4 separate regions of the Sus scrofa genome follow, and all the other regions are linked to region 3. A link is a contact called in public HiChIP or PLAC-seq data. All regions are on one chromosome and are shown on one strand. Each heading gives the region's core, a stretch centred on a gene start, on an enhancer-like site or on the middle of the called end of the contact. The rest is flanking DNA. Distances are from core to core; before and after follow the strand shown. Region 1 holds the start of COG3 (conserved oligomeric Golgi complex subunit 3). Region 2 has its middle 21 kb from the start of TPT1. Region 3 holds the start of SLC25A30 (kidney mitochondrial carrier protein 1). Region 4 holds the start of TPT1 (tumor protein, translationally-controlled 1).

The links. HiChIP or PLAC-seq counts read pairs in DNA pulled down with a chosen protein or histone mark.
Region 1: an H3K27ac HiChIP or PLAC-seq map of alveolar macrophages shows a contact between it and region 3. The contact joins the promoter of COG3 here to the promoter of SLC25A30 in region 3. A contact is called at or near these places in 4 of 47 Hi-C or Micro-C datasets (embryonic fibroblasts, liver, retroperitoneal adipose tissue and 1 more) and 2 of 2 datasets of contacts at active chromatin or transcription factors (alveolar macrophages and skeletal muscle).
Region 2: an H3K27ac HiChIP or PLAC-seq map of skeletal muscle shows a contact between it and region 3. The contact joins the enhancer-like site here to the promoter of SLC25A30 in region 3. A contact is called at or near these places in 1 of 5 promoter capture datasets (liver), 16 of 47 Hi-C or Micro-C datasets (alveolar macrophages, embryonic fibroblasts, epiblast stem cells and 8 more) and 2 of 2 datasets of contacts at active chromatin or transcription factors (alveolar macrophages and skeletal muscle).
Region 4: a contact with region 3 is called in an H3K27ac HiChIP or PLAC-seq map of skeletal muscle. The contact joins the promoter of TPT1 here to the promoter of SLC25A30 in region 3. A contact is called at or near these places in 16 of 47 Hi-C or Micro-C datasets (blood, embryonic fibroblasts, epiblast stem cells and 7 more) and 2 of 2 datasets of contacts at active chromatin or transcription factors (alveolar macrophages and skeletal muscle).

Annotation. Positions count from the first base shown.
Region 1 is chr11:21,824,363-21,828,833 of Sscrofa11.1, reverse strand. It overlaps COG3 (conserved oligomeric Golgi complex subunit 3), which reads left to right and starts at 1,908. Exons shown (of 22, transcript XR_002336675.1): 1 at 1,908-2,247.
Region 2 is chr11:21,906,409-21,910,673 of Sscrofa11.1, reverse strand. No RefSeq gene overlaps it. Among named protein-coding and RNA genes, the nearest start is that of TPT1, 21 kb to the left of the region's middle. Within about 2 kb of position 1,848, at least 40 of the 83 cell types and tissues checked have an H3K27ac peak or open chromatin away from gene starts, as enhancers often do. A contact at or near this core is called in alveolar macrophages, embryonic fibroblasts, fetal liver and 5 more, where this site is marked.
Region 3 is chr11:21,870,014-21,874,140 of Sscrofa11.1, reverse strand. It overlaps SLC25A30 (kidney mitochondrial carrier protein 1), which reads left to right and starts at 1,360. Exons shown (of 10, transcript XM_021065606.1): 1 at 1,360-1,498.
Region 4 is chr11:21,928,042-21,932,249 of Sscrofa11.1, reverse strand. TPT1 (tumor protein, translationally-controlled 1) reads right to left here and starts at 2,956. Exons shown (of 6, transcript NM_214373.1): 1 at 2,837-2,956; 2 at 2,485-2,558; 3 at 1,789-1,979; 4 at 1,297-1,402; 5 at 468-584. The coding sequence starts at 2,864.

The DNA.
Region 1 (4,471 bases), core at 659-3,158, 46 kb after region 3:
CTTCATGTCTCTCTCTTCTGTAACAGTACTGTAGAGGAGAAAGAGCCGGTCTTGTCAGGAATCCTGGTGATGACAGGTCTGCCTCTCTTTTTTTTTTTTTTTTTTTTTTTCTTCCCTTTGGCTTTTTAAGGCTGCACCTGAGGCATATGGAGGTCCCCAGGCTAGGGGTAGAATCAGAGCTACAGCCACTGGCCTACACCACAGCCACAGCAATGCCAGATCCAAGCTGTGTCCTCAGACTACACAGCTTATGGCAATACCAGATCCTTAACCCACTGAGCGAGGCCAGGGATCGAACCCTGCCTGGTTCCCATGGAGGCTAGTCTCATTCGTTACCATGGAGCCATGATGGGAACTCCAGGACTGCCCTTTATTAACCAGTATCCTGAACAGGTGCCAAACCTCCCTAGGATTCAGTTTTTCATTCATTAGATGAAGATAATAGTAATGATTTTCACCAGCTTCCTCCTTGGTTTAAAGTGAGGAGCAGATGAGACGTACTGTGGACTCTGACATGAGCATCAGCAGGGTCTTGTGCAGTGCTCAGATTTTAGTCACTGAGTGGGGCTGACCAGGGTGAGACTGAAGTACCCACTGGAAGGAGATCTTGGGATGTCTGTCTCCACCTCCTCTGCTTTCTGTTCCCATCCCTGCCTCTTGTCCCTCAGGCATCCTTCCGTTTCCAGGGGTCTATTCTAAGACATTAGCGGCTAAAAAGGCTTAAGCAGCAAAGATATGGCTCTGGAACGTGGAGTTTCAGACATTTATAACAGGTAATGGGGAAGTTCACCTCTATCTATGCCTTTAGGGCAGCAGGTATTTCCCAGAGACAATTCTGACCCACTGAGCCACAAGGGAACCCCCAGCAAGAATTCCTTTTTTTTTTCTTGTATTTCTTTTTTTAGGGCCTCGCCTGCAGCATATGAATATTCCCAGGTTAGAGGTCAAATAAGAGCTGCAGCTACCAGCCACAGCCACAGCCACTCGGGGTCCGAGCTGTGTCTGCAACCTACACAGCTCATAGCAACGAGGGATCCTTAACTCACTGAACAGGGCCAGGGATCATCACCGCTGAGCCACGACAGGAACTCCCCAGCAGGAATTTCTTAAACCAGAGCCTGTGAATGATTTTTTAAATGTGTTTTCATTTCATATACTTAAAATATATATGTGTGTATATATACATATATATATATATATATATGTATATATATAGTTCCAGAATCATCAGTGTGAATTGTGCCACATCTGAGGCATGCAAAAGTTCCTGGACCAGGAACTGAACCTGAGCCACAGCAGTGATAACGCCAGTCCTTAACTACTAGGCTACCAGGGAACTCCCAACGTGAGTGTTTTATACCTTAGAATTGCCATATGCTTCCTTCTTCCCTGCCCTTCTAATAGCTGCATTTGTGACCCACACCACAGCCCATGGCAACTCGGGATACTTAACCCACTGAGCAAGGCCGGGGATTGAACCCGCGTGCTCATGGATCCCAGTCTGGTTGAGCCAACACAGGAGCTCCAAACCTTTGAGGTTTTGTGTGTTTTCATAAATTAAGTTTCTAACAGCAGAATCATTGGATGTTGGAGAAGTTGTGGAAATTGTTAATATATTAATATGGAAATCAGCATATACACACTCAAGCCAGGCTATTAGGCTGTGAGCAGAGAGCAGCATTAGATCCCAGAACCAAAGAAAACTGGTGCCCTCAGGGTTACTAAGCACAGTTGTCAAAAAGAACACGTAACAATAAAGTTATTTATTTTGAGGAGGAGACTTCCGGTAGGGGCATTTCTTTTTCCGCCAGGGCCTATGTTCGTCATCTTCTCAGTTTACATTCCAACCGGAAATGCTTGTACCCCGTGTAAAGCCACGTCGGTCCTGGCCTCAGTCCCGCCCACGCAGAGGGGGGAAGCGCTTCCGGGGTCAGGGGTGTTCTGGCTCGCCCCGCCCCGGCGCCGGTGCCCTGCTGGAAGGCCTGGCTCTCCCGGAAGTGGCCCGGGCCTCTCTCTGTTGGGGTCCCCACCTCCCTGCTGCTGCTGCTGCTGCGGGCCGCAGGGGGGGCAGCGATGGCGGAGGCGGCGCTGCTGCTGCTGCCAGAGGCGGCAGCGGAGCGGGATGCACGGGAGAAGCTGGCCCTCTGGGATGGAAGACTGGACACTACGGCGCCGCTGACGGACCGGCAGACAGACTCGGTGCTGGAGCTGAAGGCGGCGGCCGAGGACCTGCCCGTGCCGACCGAGGTGAGGTGACGGTCTGGAGCTGGCTGCTCTGCTCCGCTGCCGCGCCGGTGGACCCCGGCCTTGCAGACCCCGGCCTTGAGACCCCTGTCCAGGGTCTCTCCTCTCCTCCCGGGTCACGGTGGCAGCTCTGGTGGGAGAGGCCCCTTCACCTTCCTGGGCTGTCAGGCCTCGTGCCGCTCCGGACTGCCGACCTCTCCCCTCTGGCGCGGAGACGGCAGTGGGGGGTGTCCAGTGGCTAGTGGCGCTGAACGTGGGACAGTTGGCCCCGAACCTTGCCCTGGCTTCTTGCCCCCGGTGTCCCTGGTGTCAGCGAGACATGGTCCTGCTGCCCACCGCCTCTCGGAAGGAGAAGGCGCTGAACCCCAAGTGCTTTGCTTCAGGACAGACTCCTGTGGGTATTCATTTAACCACCTTAATGAATAGCCTAGCGTCCTTTTTCCGTAGGGGTACTTGGGGAGACCAAAGTTGATCCCTGGTGAGTTTCATTCATCGCACACTGAGCAGTGAGCTCTCGATCGAGTACAGGTTAATGGGAGAGCCGATTTATATTTGACTTAGAGCAAAGCAATAAAAATTTTTCTTTGAAAGTTGGGTCAGTACATTATTAGATAATGCTAGTTTTTATGTTAACTTTTAAAATTCTGGTTACCTTTGAGATCTTATGTATTATCACTGCTTGTGGAATTCAGTTCAGTTAGTTAATAATAGCAAGTAGTACGTTTTATGAATTGTCAGTTATTTGAAAAACTTTTTCTTATTTTGAGGACCGGGTTTAGGGAGATTATTTTATTAGCCACTGATGGTTACTTTGGATGTTGGAAGCATTCTTTTTATACAATTTGGAATTGTGACCAAAGGCAGATTGAATAGAGACTTTAACTTTTTTTTTTTCCTGCCCTGGCACTCTAGAGATTAAGAACTTTGGTTTGAAAGTTCTTGCCACTTTCTCTGTTGCATGCTCTGCCGGAAAATGCAGGTGTTCTTTTCTTGGGTTTCTCTGTCCACCTCAGGGATTTTATGGTAGACGTGGGTTTGAAATAAATGAGGAAGCAGGTGGAAATTTGCTTTGGTGTGGCTATCACAGTCTTTTATGCCCTGGGTAATGGAAGTTGTTTGCTCTATAAATATTCCAGTCTGTTTGTAATTGATTTGGTCTCTTACCAAAGCAGGATGCTTGGACCTCACAGCAAAACTGTGGCAAACATATTCCATGAGAAAAGTAACCCGATTTTTTTTTTTTTTTTTTTTTTTTTGTTTGGGGTCATAAACTGTCATTCTTATTGAGCAGGAAGGAAAGAATTGGAAGTGAAGTAACTGGAATCTCTTCATTTTCACCCCATTATTTGATTCTTATGCCATATCATACCTACCTACCTTTTTGTGGTCATTTAACATGTACGATGTGCCCACCCTGGGCTAGGAATCGAGACGAGAAAGATAAGAAAAATGAGATCCCTAGCCTCATGGAGCTGGCATAATTATGGTGATTATGAGCCTGTAAAAAAGCACAAAGATGGTAAGTTCAGACTGTGGTCCATGCTATAAGGAAAATAAGACAGGATGGCGTGGCACCAATGAATGAAGTGTGTCCTTTTAGATAAGGAGGGAAGAGGCTTCTGAGAAGTATCCGCTTAAGGTGAGAACTCATGATGGAAAACAAGAAGCCAGCCTTGCAAAGACTAGAGAAATAACCAGCTGGAGGAGAAAGCAGTGCGGAGTCCTGGGTAGGGGATGATCTTGGCAAGTCAGCGAGGGTCTTCTGGTACCTGCAGCCTTGGTATTGGATTCCTGTGAGAATGGAACCCTTGGAGTTCCCGTTGTGGCGCAGTGGTTAACGAATCTGACTAGGAACCATGAGGTTGCAGGTTCGATCCCTGCCCTTGCTCAGTGGGTTAAGGATCCGGCGTTGCCGTGAGCTGTGGTGTAGACTGGCAGCTACAGCTCTGATTCGACCCCTAGCCTGGGAACCTCCATATGCCGTGGGAGCGGCCCAAGAAATGGCAAAAAGACCAAAAAAAAAAAAAAAAAAAGAGTGGAACCCTCGCCTGTTGTTTACCCATCCTGGCATTTTTGTGGGGAAGTTCTCACTGTTCTCCAGCTTTCTGGAGCCCTCTTTTCCCCGTTTATGTCTGGTGGGAAGACTTTGGAGTCGAGTTTTATTTTCCTCCTACCACTCTTGGCACGAGAAAGAATGCCTCAATTTTCATTTTGTTCAACCGGTGTA
Region 2 (4,265 bases), core at 599-3,098, 36 kb before region 3:
TGGTCCTTGGAGCTCTTCTCTCCCTCGGGAGCCGCTTTCATTTCTAAGTAGCACCTGTTTTGCTCCAAATAACACATTTCCACTTCCAGCCTAGATGTCTCCTCTGCATTTCAGAAGGTCAATGAAGAATTCACGTTTAGGAGTTCCCATTGTGGCGCAGCGGAAACGAATCCAACTAGGAACCATGAGGTTGTGGGTTCGATCTTTGGCCTCACTCAGAGGGTTAAGGATCCAGCATTGCCATGAGCTGTGGTGTAGGTTGCAGACACGGCTCGGATCTTGCATTGCTGTGGCTGTGGTGTAGGCTGGCAGCTGTAGTTCCGATTGGACCCCTAGCCTGGGAACCTCCATGTGCCGCAGGTGCGGCCCTAAAAAGGACAAAAGACAAAAAGAAAAAAAAAAGAGTTCATGTTTAGGCACCTTAAGTCTGAGATGCCTGTGGTTTTTTCCCAACAGCGGTCTTGATTTTCCACTTAGATGGATCACCAGCATCTCAAACTTAATGCAAAACTGTTCTCCTCACTCTCCTAAACGTGCTCCCTCTCAGCTCAGTCAAAGTCCATGATCCAGCTTCCAGAGCTTGGGTTTCCCCTCCCACACCCCACGCCCATCTGTCCCCAGTGCTGCCACTTCCACATTCTGTCCTTCTCCCCATTCTCCACGGCTGCCGCCAGTCTGAGCCACCCTCAGCCCCGCCTGAACAACTGACCCGTCTTCCGCCTCATCTTCCCACCCTCGCCTCCCAGCCATCATTATCCATTTAGCACAGTCTTGGGAGACGGAGACACTCAGAACCACTGCTTAAAAGCTTGCAGAGCTAGCTCATCGTACTTAGAATGGAACGAGCTCCTCATCAATGCCCGACGCAGTGTAGAACCCTGAGGCTGGGTGAAGCGGGACTGGCCAGGGGTTTAAATCCTGGGTCAGCAGAGTTCCCCTCATGGCTCAGCGGAAGCAAATCCAACTAGTGTCCATGAGGATGCAGGTTGGATCCATCCCTGGCCTCCCTCAGTGGGTTTGGGATCTGGCGTTGCCCCGAGCTGTGGTGTAGGTTGCAGACGTGACTCGGATCTGGCGTTGCTCTAATTGTGCTTGTGGTTTAGGGAGTCCAGCAGCTACAGCTCCAATTTGGCCCCTAGCCAGGGAGCCTTCATATGTTGTGGGTGCGGCCCTTAGAAAGAAAGAAAGAAAAAAACTGGCCACTTTACAGTTTCAGTAACTTCCAGACTTGAGTGCATTCCTTGACCTTCCAGAGGGAAATAAAAAAAAGGTTGATGACAGACTAAGAAAAGTCATCCAATTTTCAGCTTAGGAAAAAACCCCCCAAATCCTAGGTTGGCTACTGACTATCCTCAGAGAGAGATACCTCATCTCAGGTCACGCCCCAGCCCAGCCCTAGGGTGCTCCTGGCGAGTGCCTCAAAAGAGAATGCCTTAAGCCATCTGGAATCCTCTCTCTGCCTTGTGTGGCTTATTCCTTCTCAGTTCAAATCAGCTCCAGAGAACTTCCTTGACCATCCTTCCTAGAATAAGGGTCTCACAAACTAGTTCTTTTCTTCAGAGCAGCCACATCATTTGTAAGTAGGTATTTATGCTTTGTTTATTTGCTTAATACCTGCCTCCATCCCTAAACTATGAACTTCATGAGGGGAGAGGTATTTTGTTTTTGTTTTTTTTTTCTTTTCCCCTTCTTTTTTTGGCCTTGTTTTGTACTGGAAGAGTGCTTGGGATTTACCAGGCATTCAATAAAATATTGTTGGGAAGATTGAATGAGTAAATGAATCAAGTCCGGGCAACTACTACAGAAGCAACTTTTTACCCACGGGTGCCCCAAACTACCGAATAACCCAGGTATGTACCCACCTCCCCCCTCACTCCCTGCCAAATGCTTGTGGCTAGCGCTGTTCTGACTAAAAACAAATTCTCAATTCATTTGTCCATTCATAAATAGAATATGATTGTTACGCATCTTCTTGGTCAGCGAGTATTAGTAATCATGGGTGGGGAACTGCGGCTCGCGCCTGTCTACACCCTCCTGAAGGGAGATGGTGGCACTTTAGGTTTAACCGCGTGTCCGGCAGAGGGCGCTGCGGAGACACGGCTGTCGCGGGCGCAGGCGCAGCCCCGAGGGAGGGGCGGGGCGAGAGTAGAATGACGTTCTAAATGACGGCTGTGACAACTGTTAGCAAGTTCTCCGGAGGTTTTCTAAGCTCTAGGCGGCCAGTAACAAGCAGTGGTTTCCGAGTCCCGGCTGCGTATCACTGGGATCTGGAGAGATTTTTGCAAAATACTGATTTCTGGATGGAACCTCCCAAAGATTCTTGTTCAGCAGGACCTGGGCGGGCTCTAGACCCTTTTGAAGATATTCCCAAGTGATTTTGATGATCGAGAGATTTGGGGACCCATTGATGGAAATTCCCCAGGGCCAACTTGGGAAGCCGAAGGGGAGAAGCGGGGGAGGAAGTGACAAATCCGGTTTCCATCCCCAACCCTGTTGCATTTTAGCTGTGACCTTTCTGGGCGCTCCCCCCACCCCGCCCGGTAAAATGGAGATAGTAAAGATGGAGCTGGGATGCCTTGTACGGTTATTTTAAGGGTGAAAGGATATCCAGGTGTAAAGATGTTAATACGTGTTCAAAGTGAGATCATCTCTAATCTGAATCAAAGGCAGAAGAGGCGTTCGGTACCTTCCTGTGTCTCTCCATCCAGAGGGAGGAGGGAACCCAGCAATCCAATCATTTGGGAACTGACTGTAATATTTAGCTCTGGAACCTCCAGGCCACTTCTGTCTGTGCCTGCCTTTGGTTTAATCACTTTTCCTCCAGAGGGCGGACAAGAACAACCCTATGGGGAGATAAAGGACTGTGGTTCTAGACGTCAGCAGGAATCTTGTGCAGCATTTAGGGAACCCCGATATGTTTCAGATGGGGCAGCAGATTCAGAAAGGTTGAGAGACTTACCCAAGGTCACACAGCTGGTGAGCACAAAGCCTGGGTCAGTGCTGCCTCTGGAAGTTTTGTGGTGAAGCTTTTGCATCTTGCCTTTGTCCTCCAGAGAAAAGAAATGAACGCTTCCTGCCTTCCTATTTCAGGAATGATAATGGAGGGCCATTTTTATTGCGTTTCCAACAGATCAGTCTTGCAACAAAAGAGGAATGATAGTAGTAATAACAAATGCCATCGTTAAGTTGCCTGGCATGCTCCAGAAGCTTAGGCACATGTCTCCTGTAATCCTCATCTTATCCTGTGCATGAATTCATCAAAGGCTGATTAAGACATCCAAGGGTTCCAGGCACTGGGGATGTGCAGTGAGCAGGCAAGCTCCCTGCTCTGATGCAGCCTGCATTCTGCTGAGAATTGAGAAACTGACAAAGACGATCACAGAAATAAGGTGATTTCAGAGGGTGCTAAGAGCTTTGAGAAAAACAGAACGAAGTGATGTGATGGAAAATGCCTGGGAACCCAAACTGAACCTGAGCAGGACCCTGTGGGTCCCTCCCCGGTACCAAAGCGCACCCGACCCCCTTTCTTGTTTGTAGAAAAAGGCTTTTGGAGTTCCTGACGTGGCCCAGCAGAAACAAACCTGACTGTATCCATGAGGACGCAGGTTTGATCCACTGGCCTGGCTCAGTGGATTAAGGATCTGGCATTGCAGTGAGCCCTGATTGCAGATGCGGCTCAGATCTGGTGTTGCTTTGACTGTGGTGTAGGCTGGCCCCTAGCCTGGAAACCTCCATATGCTGAGGGTGTGACCCTAAAAAGACAAAATGAAACAAAACAAACAAGAGACTTAGCTTCTTTTCACCCCAATCCTGCTCCCCCAGCTGTTGCCAAGCCCCCCTCCCCTCAGAGCTGAGCCTCTCAGGGCGGACTCTGGTAGCTGGCCTTGTCCTCAGATCCCTGTTCCTGTGGGAATTAAAACCCACTTCCTTTTATGTGAATGTCTGTCGCCTTCCCTTCTGTTTATTATTCTGTTTATTAACCTCTGGCTTCCAGGTTGTCTCTGGGCCCTGGAAGTCTTCTCGAGGGGCTGCCAGTGAGGGGGAGCGGGGTGTGTGTGAGGGGACGTCCCAAGTAGCATGTCTACCGACACCACCATTTCGGATCGGATCCTAGTTCACTCTGGATTTTACAAGTTAATGACTTGAGCTTTGGGTTTCTAAAGAAAAGAAAATCAGACACGTCCCTCTGACACTTGGTTGAGTGGTCACTTCCCTCCCGTAGCGCCTACTCTCAGCCTGGGGAAGGGCTCACTCATTCAAGCTAT
Region 3 (4,127 bases), core at 111-2,610:
TTTTAAGCTGCAAAGCGTAATTATACAGCAATAGACAACAAAAAAAAATCTTCTTTTTTGGCTGTGGCATGCAGCAGCTTGATATGGAATCTCAGTTGCCAGAGCAGGGATTGAACCTGGGCTGTAGTGGTGAAGGCTACTTTTCTTTCTAAAAAGTGGAACGTCAGTCTAATCATGAGGAAACAATTCTATAATCCATACTAATACAGCCTACAATTGGCCTGGACTTTTCAAATATGTTGAAAGTTATTTTAAAAAGTGAGAGTACTAGTACTAGGGTAGTAGACTGAAGGAGTTTGTATAGAAAAGCATGAAATAAAATACTTCCAAACCTGGGTAGATCTCAAACTAAAAAAAAAAAAAGTGTGTGTGGGTGTTTATGAGCTTTAGGGACAACAAAGACAATTTGGATGGACAGTATATTTGGATGATTTGAATGAAATTACATATATATATATATATATTTTTTTTTTTTTTTTTAAAGAGCTGAACCTGTGGCATGTGGAGGTTCTCCAGCTAGGAGCTGAATCCCAGCCACAGCTGCTACCCACACTACCCAAGTCACTGCAGTCAGATTTTTTTTTTTTTTTTTTTTATGGAAGTTCCCAGGCTAGGGGCTGAATTGGAGCTACAGCTGCCCGCTACCACCTATACCACAGCTCACCCCAACGCTGGACCTTAACCCACTGAGGGAGGCCAGGGATCCAACCCTCGACCTCATGGATACTAGTTGGATTTGTTTCCTCTGCGCCATAATGGGAACTCCGGCAGTTGGATTCTTAATCCACTGCACCACAGCGGGAACTCCCGAAATGATATTAAATTTCTTGCATGTCATAATGGTGAGGTATTTAAGGGTGAAGCGATGTTGTTCGCAATTTCCAGTGGTTCAGGGGTCGTGGGAGTGGGGGGAAAAGTATACAGGGAGAGAAATGAAATTGCAAATATTGTGAAATGTTAACATTTAATTTAGTGCAGGGTATACTGCTCAAGTCTTAAGTCGGTTTATAAATTTTCAAACTAAAAAGCTGGTTGGTTTTTTGTTTTTTTTTTTTTAAGCGTCCAAGTTTACTTCCTTCTGACTAGAGAGGTTAACGTGGACAGCAAGAATCAGCACCCTGAGAAGGCTCCTCTTCCGTGGCTGTTAACTTTCTCTTTCACCAAAGAGTCAACGTCTAGGCCATAGTAGGCGTCGCGGAGTCCGGGGCAGCTTCCAGCCCCCGAAGGCCGAGAGCCAGGGTCTTCCTGCCTGGTCCCTTCTGGGCCAGCTGGCCCTCAGCTGCCGGGGGCGCGACCTGGGCGTGGCCTGTGCCGGAGCAGCCAATGAGAGGCGAGGCTGCGGGCGGGCCCGTGAGGGGCGGGGCTGGGGCGGGGCGGTGCGTGGGCTCTAGGCCGCCAGCGCCGCTCCGCTGTCTTTTCTCCAGCTCCAGCGCAGCTGCCGGCCCTGGCTGCGGCTTTTTCTGGGCGGGAGGAGGTGCAAGGCCGCCGCGGCCGCCGGGTAAGTGCCAGACCTGCAGGTCGCGGCCGCGCTGACTGCCCCGCGCCTGCTCCCGGTCCCCCCTCCTCCGGCCCGCCTCCCATTGCCCAGGGGCGCCCAGAGCTCCTGGCGCGGAACTCCCGGCCCCAACGCGGTGGCGCTTCTCCTCTGGCCCGCCGCAGCCCGGGGCTAAGGCTGGTGTTGGGGCCGCGGTTCCAGAGAGCCCCGGCGCTGCCGGGCGAGTCCAGGGACTCGCCTCTGCTTTCCGGTTCGCGTGCGGGGCCGGCTTGGTGGGGCGCGAGGTTCCGGGGTGCGCCCCGCTCCTCCAGCTGCAAACCCTGCGGTCGGGTGGGTTCCGCAGGAGCGCCGGCTCCTGGCCCTCTTCACTCGGCGGCGTGGGGCGTGATTTCTCTTCTGGCGTCTCCGAGATCGAGTGTGAGGCCAGTCTAGCAGGTCGGCGTGTGCGACCTTTCTGCCGAGGTGCGTTTCACCTGTGTCTGCATCTCCCACCTGCAGTTCATTCAGAGTGTGCAGCCCTGGCACCCGCTAGCTGTGTACTTGAGCCAGGGCTCTCTTGTACTTTGAATTACTCCCGGCACGCGCCAGGCCAGTTGGGCTCAGGTTTGCAAGGACGAGTCAAATTCATTCGCTCGGAAAGTTAATGTAGCTTTGGGTTTTAGTGTAATTCCAAGTGTAAGTAATTTTGTGTAAAGCAATTACAAGTGACCCTGATTATTTCTGCGCAAGGATAGCAGAGCTGTCGAACTGCCCGGCAAGAGTCTAGATTCGTCTCCTCCTTTAGCAAGAGAAGTTGAAAGGTGCGAATTCTGCCCTTGGCTTTGCGCTGCCAAGCCTTGTGACCCTGGGCTCAGTCAATTCATGTGAAGTAAGACAGATTTCTTAGATTCCTTTTAAATCCCACGTTTCATTAGTCTGATGAGCTTATTTTGCATCCTGTACCTTTAAAAAGAATGGGGAATAAGAAAAAATCCATGAAAGGCAGCCCTGCCGGGAGCAATGATTTATGAGCGCACGCACAGAAGTTTAGAGACTAGATTGTGGTTTAAGACTGCTGACTGAAAAGGAGCACAGTAAAATTGGAAAAACGTATGTAGAATTAATTAACTGTATAAGAGAAACTTGGAAAGCTTTAAGAAATTCCAGGAGCAATTACTGCATTTAATTACCTCTCTTTGCAGGTGTATAGATGAGGTAGGGAGAAAATAAATGCTAAGGGAAAATGTAGTAGAAAGGATGCATAACTTAGCATATATCTTAAGTATAGGGAGAATCCTTTGGAATTCTTAATTTGTATGGGCATTTCTGTTCAGGAAACACTTTTTTTCCCTTTTGTTAAATAGATAAGCATTTTTTGTCTATCTCCCTCGGGAAAATCCTGCATTTATTCTGAATATGTTGATTTCCTTCCCTCCTACCCTCTGCTTTTAATTATTCTTTTTTGCATGCATATATATATATATATATATATATATATATATGCTTTTTTTTTTCTTTTTAGGGCTAAACCCGAGGCCTATGAACGTTCCCATGCTAGGGGTGTAATTGGAGCTGCAGCTGCTGGCCTACACCACAGCCACAACAACGTGGGATCCTTCATCCACTGAGCAAGGCCAGGGATTGACCCTGTGTCCTCATGGATACTAGTCAGGCTCACTACCGATGAGCCACAACAGGAGCTTCCCCCGCCAATATCTTTAACCATCTTTGGAAGATAGCATTTGACTTTGTAGAACTTAGATGAGGACGAGGGATCAGCTCCCTCAGGAAGAGCTTTGTGTGAGTACTTGAGAACCGTGTGACTAAGCAAAGCCACTTTGCCTCTCGGAGGCCGTCTTTCCTCAATTGCGAAATGTGGATTAATGACACCTATTCATCGGGTTGTGGCAATTCAATAAAATCCTTTATGTGGAAAACAGCAATTCCCGGCATGTCAGGTATTCAGTCATGACCACCGTTGTGTTGTGTTCACAGTGCAGCACAGAGAAGGGGGGTCACTGGGGTTCAGCCTGGCTGGAGGTGGTGGAGAGCAAAGTGGCAATCGATCCTCAGCCGCTTCTGTGCCAGACGCTGAAAGTTTCACAAGTTGTGTACCTTTCCCTGAATCGGGCTGAGCTGCGGCTCCAACACTCGCGATTGCTGACGACCCACCCGTCTCCCTGCCTGACCTGGTCTGTCGGTCTTGGCACTTGAGCTGAGTTGGGCTTTTTCCCAAATGCGGAGCTAGGAAGTCAAGGAATGTGTGTGAGGAGCACCGCTCCAAAGAGAGCTCCAAAGCCAAGAAATGGTTTCGTTTACTGCACAGAGATGTCCCAGCTTGCTGCGGGCAGTCCGGCTTCCTGGACATCCGGTCTCCTGCTCCCTTGTTAAGCAGAACCTTTTTTTGTTTGAATGTTCGACCAGGCACTGTTGCTCTCCTGTTGTTATTTAAACATTGTTCTTTCTTTGACTCAGCCAGTGGGAGCCTTAGTCTTAAGGGCTCAGGAATCTGGGCTTGGCATTCCAAAAGGAAAAGAAAAGAGCCCCACAGTTATTTTTTGCCCACTTCCTAGCTAACTTTTAACCATTGCACTTGAATGGGAAGTCCTTTTCTTACTGTTGAACCGAGAGTACCGGAGTGGACCCTCCTTTG
Region 4 (4,208 bases), core at 1,707-4,206, 57 kb before region 3:
AGTTTGTAACATCAAGACTACCTGCCAATTACTGTAAATTGAGACTAGTTTCTTTGAAAAGGGTTTTAATGCTCAGTATGTGTGGCAAAATAGGAAGAGAAAAGCAGTCTGATTTCTATGGGCCATTTCCATAAGAAATGTCAACATAGGGTGTTATCCCTTAAAATAACTTAAAATATTTAGATTATATACGTTATCTCTGATCTCTAGGCTCAGTATTTAAGCTATTTATAATGTCATCTATGCTAAGTTTCCTGCAGATCCATTCTAAGCTTTTCTATACCATAAAAATCCTTTACATGTGAATCACAACATTCTTTAGATCCCCAAGAAAAAAGACCTGCACCCTCATTTTCAAAGGACTGCTGCAGAACCCATTCTAACTGTCCCAGTGGCATGAAACAAGGGATTATGCCCACACTCTCCATTTTTACATTACTGATTTCAACCCACTTCTTTGTACTTACACATTTTTCCATTTCTAAGCCATCCTTAAAGAAAATCATATATGGAGTCACACCATCCTCACGGTAGTCCAGCAGAGCAACCATGCCGTCTGGATTCATGTTTTCACCAATAAAGAACTTAGGAAGCAAACAAATATCCAGAATTAGATTATACAAATGTGCTGTATCAAAACAAATCAAAGAATGATTCAGAACACCACTATTTAATCGAGACTCTCAGCAACCAGAGGCTCTGATTTGATGCCTAAGAGAAATGCTCACTAATCAATCTGTTCACCCAAAGTACTAAAAGAGCCAAAATAAAGAGTACAGAGCACTCTAGAAACTTTAGGCTTTCTCATCCCCACACAGCCAATTCCAAGCCCTACAAAGAAGCCTGTTTACAGTCAACCACAGGGAATGTAGTAAGGCTAGCAATGAGAGCATGCACACCCTATGAAAAGAAAGTTAGGGTCACACACAGGATGTGTGAAAACAGCAAAACTTTCGCTTGGCGGTAAGGGAATTCTTTACGTTCCTCAACAGTACAAGCTCACATCAGAAAGAGCTCCAGTGGCAATGAGACCCAATGGAACTGTAAAAAGAAAGCAAAGTGGAAAACCACTTAGGGGTCAAACTGAGCAATTCTAGAGAAAGAACTGGGAGATGCCATCTGGGGAAGGAGTAGGGAAGGCTACCCTCTCCAGCTAGACTACTGGCGTTGAATATATCAAGTATTAATTGCTCAAAAGGCTAAGAAAATACCCACAATTAAATTACATCAGACATTCAAACTCATTTTTTGCTCTAAGTTAAACTCTATAGCCCTTTAATCCACACATTTGTTTACCTGATAGTTTTTGAAATTAGCAAGGATGTGCTTGATTTGTTCTGCAGCTCCTGTCATAAAAGGTTTTACTCTTTCTGGTCTCTGTTCTTCGAGTTTCCCTTTGATTCTAAAACAAGTATTTTATTGATAGGTTAAGTTCGTTACAGAGCTCTGAGCAAAAGAAATTTTCTCCAAAAACTCCAAACTGAAACTAGCAACTAGCTATCACTGAGCACAATCAAGAAATTCCTAGCTCACAGGAGGGATGTTTTATGACTGTTCACAACTTTGAATTTCCTGTCAGCTTCTTTCCAAAGTGCTGTTCTGAAAAGGTAAAGCCAGACCTGTATGCACCTGTTATGCTCATATTTGATAGAAAAGCAACCACCCTTCTGAGCTCATTAATAAAGTATTTGACAACCATGCCTGCTTGCTAAAAAAATCTCCATAGTTAGAAGATCCCTAAATCCTACAGGATTCCAGACATCAACGGAATGTGCCAAGATCACTTACGACTTCATATAATCTTTGATGTACTTCTTGTAGGCTTCCTTTGTGAAGCTGGTTTCCTGCAGGTGATGGTTCATGACAATATCGACACCAGTGATTACTGTGCTTTCGGTACCTTCGCCCTCGGGCCCTTCAGCGGAGGCATTTCCACCAATGAGCGAGTCATCAATGTTACCCTCTGTCCTACTGACCATCTGCGTTAAGGAAAAGTTTAGTTGCTAACACATCCTCGACCTTACCACAAAGGCATCAAAACAATTTAAGCAGCTCATACATCCCATCAGCCTTCCACTAAAGATTCTTGTTTCTTGCTGAAAACATGGGGAAAAAATTTATGACCCCTCGATTTCCTAAAACACCCTAACAATTCTTTGTTGACCAGCACGAGAAGGGGGTTGTTTACAACGAGTGGAAGTTTTGCGTGGACAGTCGGGTTGAAAAGGGCAACCGCTGAGGGCTTCGGGCTCCCAAACAGGAGACAACCTGTCCGGGACCGCCTGGGAGGATGGGCGCCCAAGTGGCGGACCTATTTCCAGACTCAGCTCCGCCTCCACTTTTCTAGAAAAACCCGAGCCCGGAAAGAGCGTCTCCTCCGCCAGGAGGCAACGGAGAGGATTGCACAACCTCGGGCGGGGGAGCGGCGGAAACCCGAGCCTGCCTGGCCTTGCCTCCTCCTCGCCGCGACCCGGCCCGACTCACCTTCCCCTCCACCTCCAGACACAGCCCGTCCGCGATCTCCCGGATCTTGTAGATGTCGGAAAACATCTCATCATCTGCCCGAGAACACAAACCCGCCAGTCAACCGTGCGCCTGAAGCCCGAGCCGGCGCCATTTCCCGCGCCGCCCCGCCCGCCGCACGCGACCCCCGCCCTTCCCCGGCGCTCGAAACCCCAGGGCGCGCGCCAAGCACCGACCTTCCTCGCTCCCGGGAGGGCGCCGGCGTCCCCCAGGCCCAGGACGGCGGCGGCGGCGGCGGCGGCCGTCTCCCCGCCCCCCACCAGACCCCCATCCCCTTCGCGCGGCAGTGGGGAAGAGTGCAGTCCCCACTCACGGCTGATGAGGTCCCGGTAGATGATCATGATGGCGGCTGGAGGGAGACGACGGCGGCGCTAGCTTAGCAGGAACCGGGAGCTCAGAGCGAGCGCGGTGCAGCCGGAGCGGCGCTCGGGGGGAGGGGGGAGCGGGCGGAAAAGGCCGACTCTGCCGCTCCCCAACCTCATATAGAGGGCACGTCCCCCTACGTCATCGCCCGCTGCGCCTCCGGAAGCGCCGTAAGCGGTGACGTGGCACGCAGAGCGGCGCGTGGGGTGGGGCCACAGCGCGAGCCGGGGGTGGGGAGGGGAGGAGGACATCCGGGGACTTGGCCTTGGGCTGCAAAGCCGTGCCCCACGCTGGGCCCTCGGGGCTTCCTAGGGGGGAGAAGTCGGGAGGGACAAGGATGGGCGACGCAGGGAAGGAGGTGCGGCGGGGGGCGGGGCAGAGGGAAATGCGGGAGCGGGTGGGGGGAGGAGCGTGCGGGGGGCTGCGAGGAGGGAAGGGCTTCCGGGCGCTGAGTGGTGGAAGTGGTGCCTGGGGCTCTGCCCCTCCCTACGCCAGGGTTGCCCTCGAAGGTGCTGGGTCTGGGTGGGGCTTCAAGTTTCCGCCTCAGGCCTCGCCCGGCGCAAGCTCCCACCCTTTCTGGGAACCAAAGTGTCAGCTGTTGGGAAGGACTTTGCATTTACGTAGGGTCCCTTTGAGGCTTTGGGAGACCGCGACTCTGTCCCCGGGGATGATGGCAGGGGGGCTGGGTTTATGACCCGCCTCCTGTGAGTTCTGGGGTCTCGGAGAACTTTTCAGCGTTTTCTCCTAGGGCTCTCCCCCTACATCGAGTTTTCGGACGCTTTTGTGGGGGCAGGGCTGAGTCCGGGTTGTGGGACCCAGGTCGTCCCTCCTGCCCCTTCGGAATAATCGTGGGGGATGTGTGTAGGAAAAGACTTGAGGGGGGAGGAAAGTGTCGCGGGAGTTTACACAGTTTTCCCATCTCTCGGCTTGGTCCTGTATGTGAAAGTTTGCGGTTCCTAACACAGGTTTAGAATCTTCACCTTTTCTGTTTGCACTTGGTCTTGAATTAGGTCGTTTGAAAAAGAGGGTATGTTGTCACTTTAAGATCGAAATTATATGCCAGGTGCCAGAGGGTTAAACATTAAAAGGAAAAGGAGCTCCCCACCTGCCCAAGTTTTATTTGGACTTTGGACCTAATTATGAGATACTTTAAAAATGCCCTTTCAGGCAAAGATTTATGCCAGTATGCAACCGGAGAACTTGTTCCATACCACGAATGTATTTGTGCTCCACTCTGTCCTTAGCGGGGGGTTTTGCTCAGAGGTCTCAACTGTGAACAGGTTAAATCCAGTCCTACCCTCACAGAAAATTTTGTTCTAGTA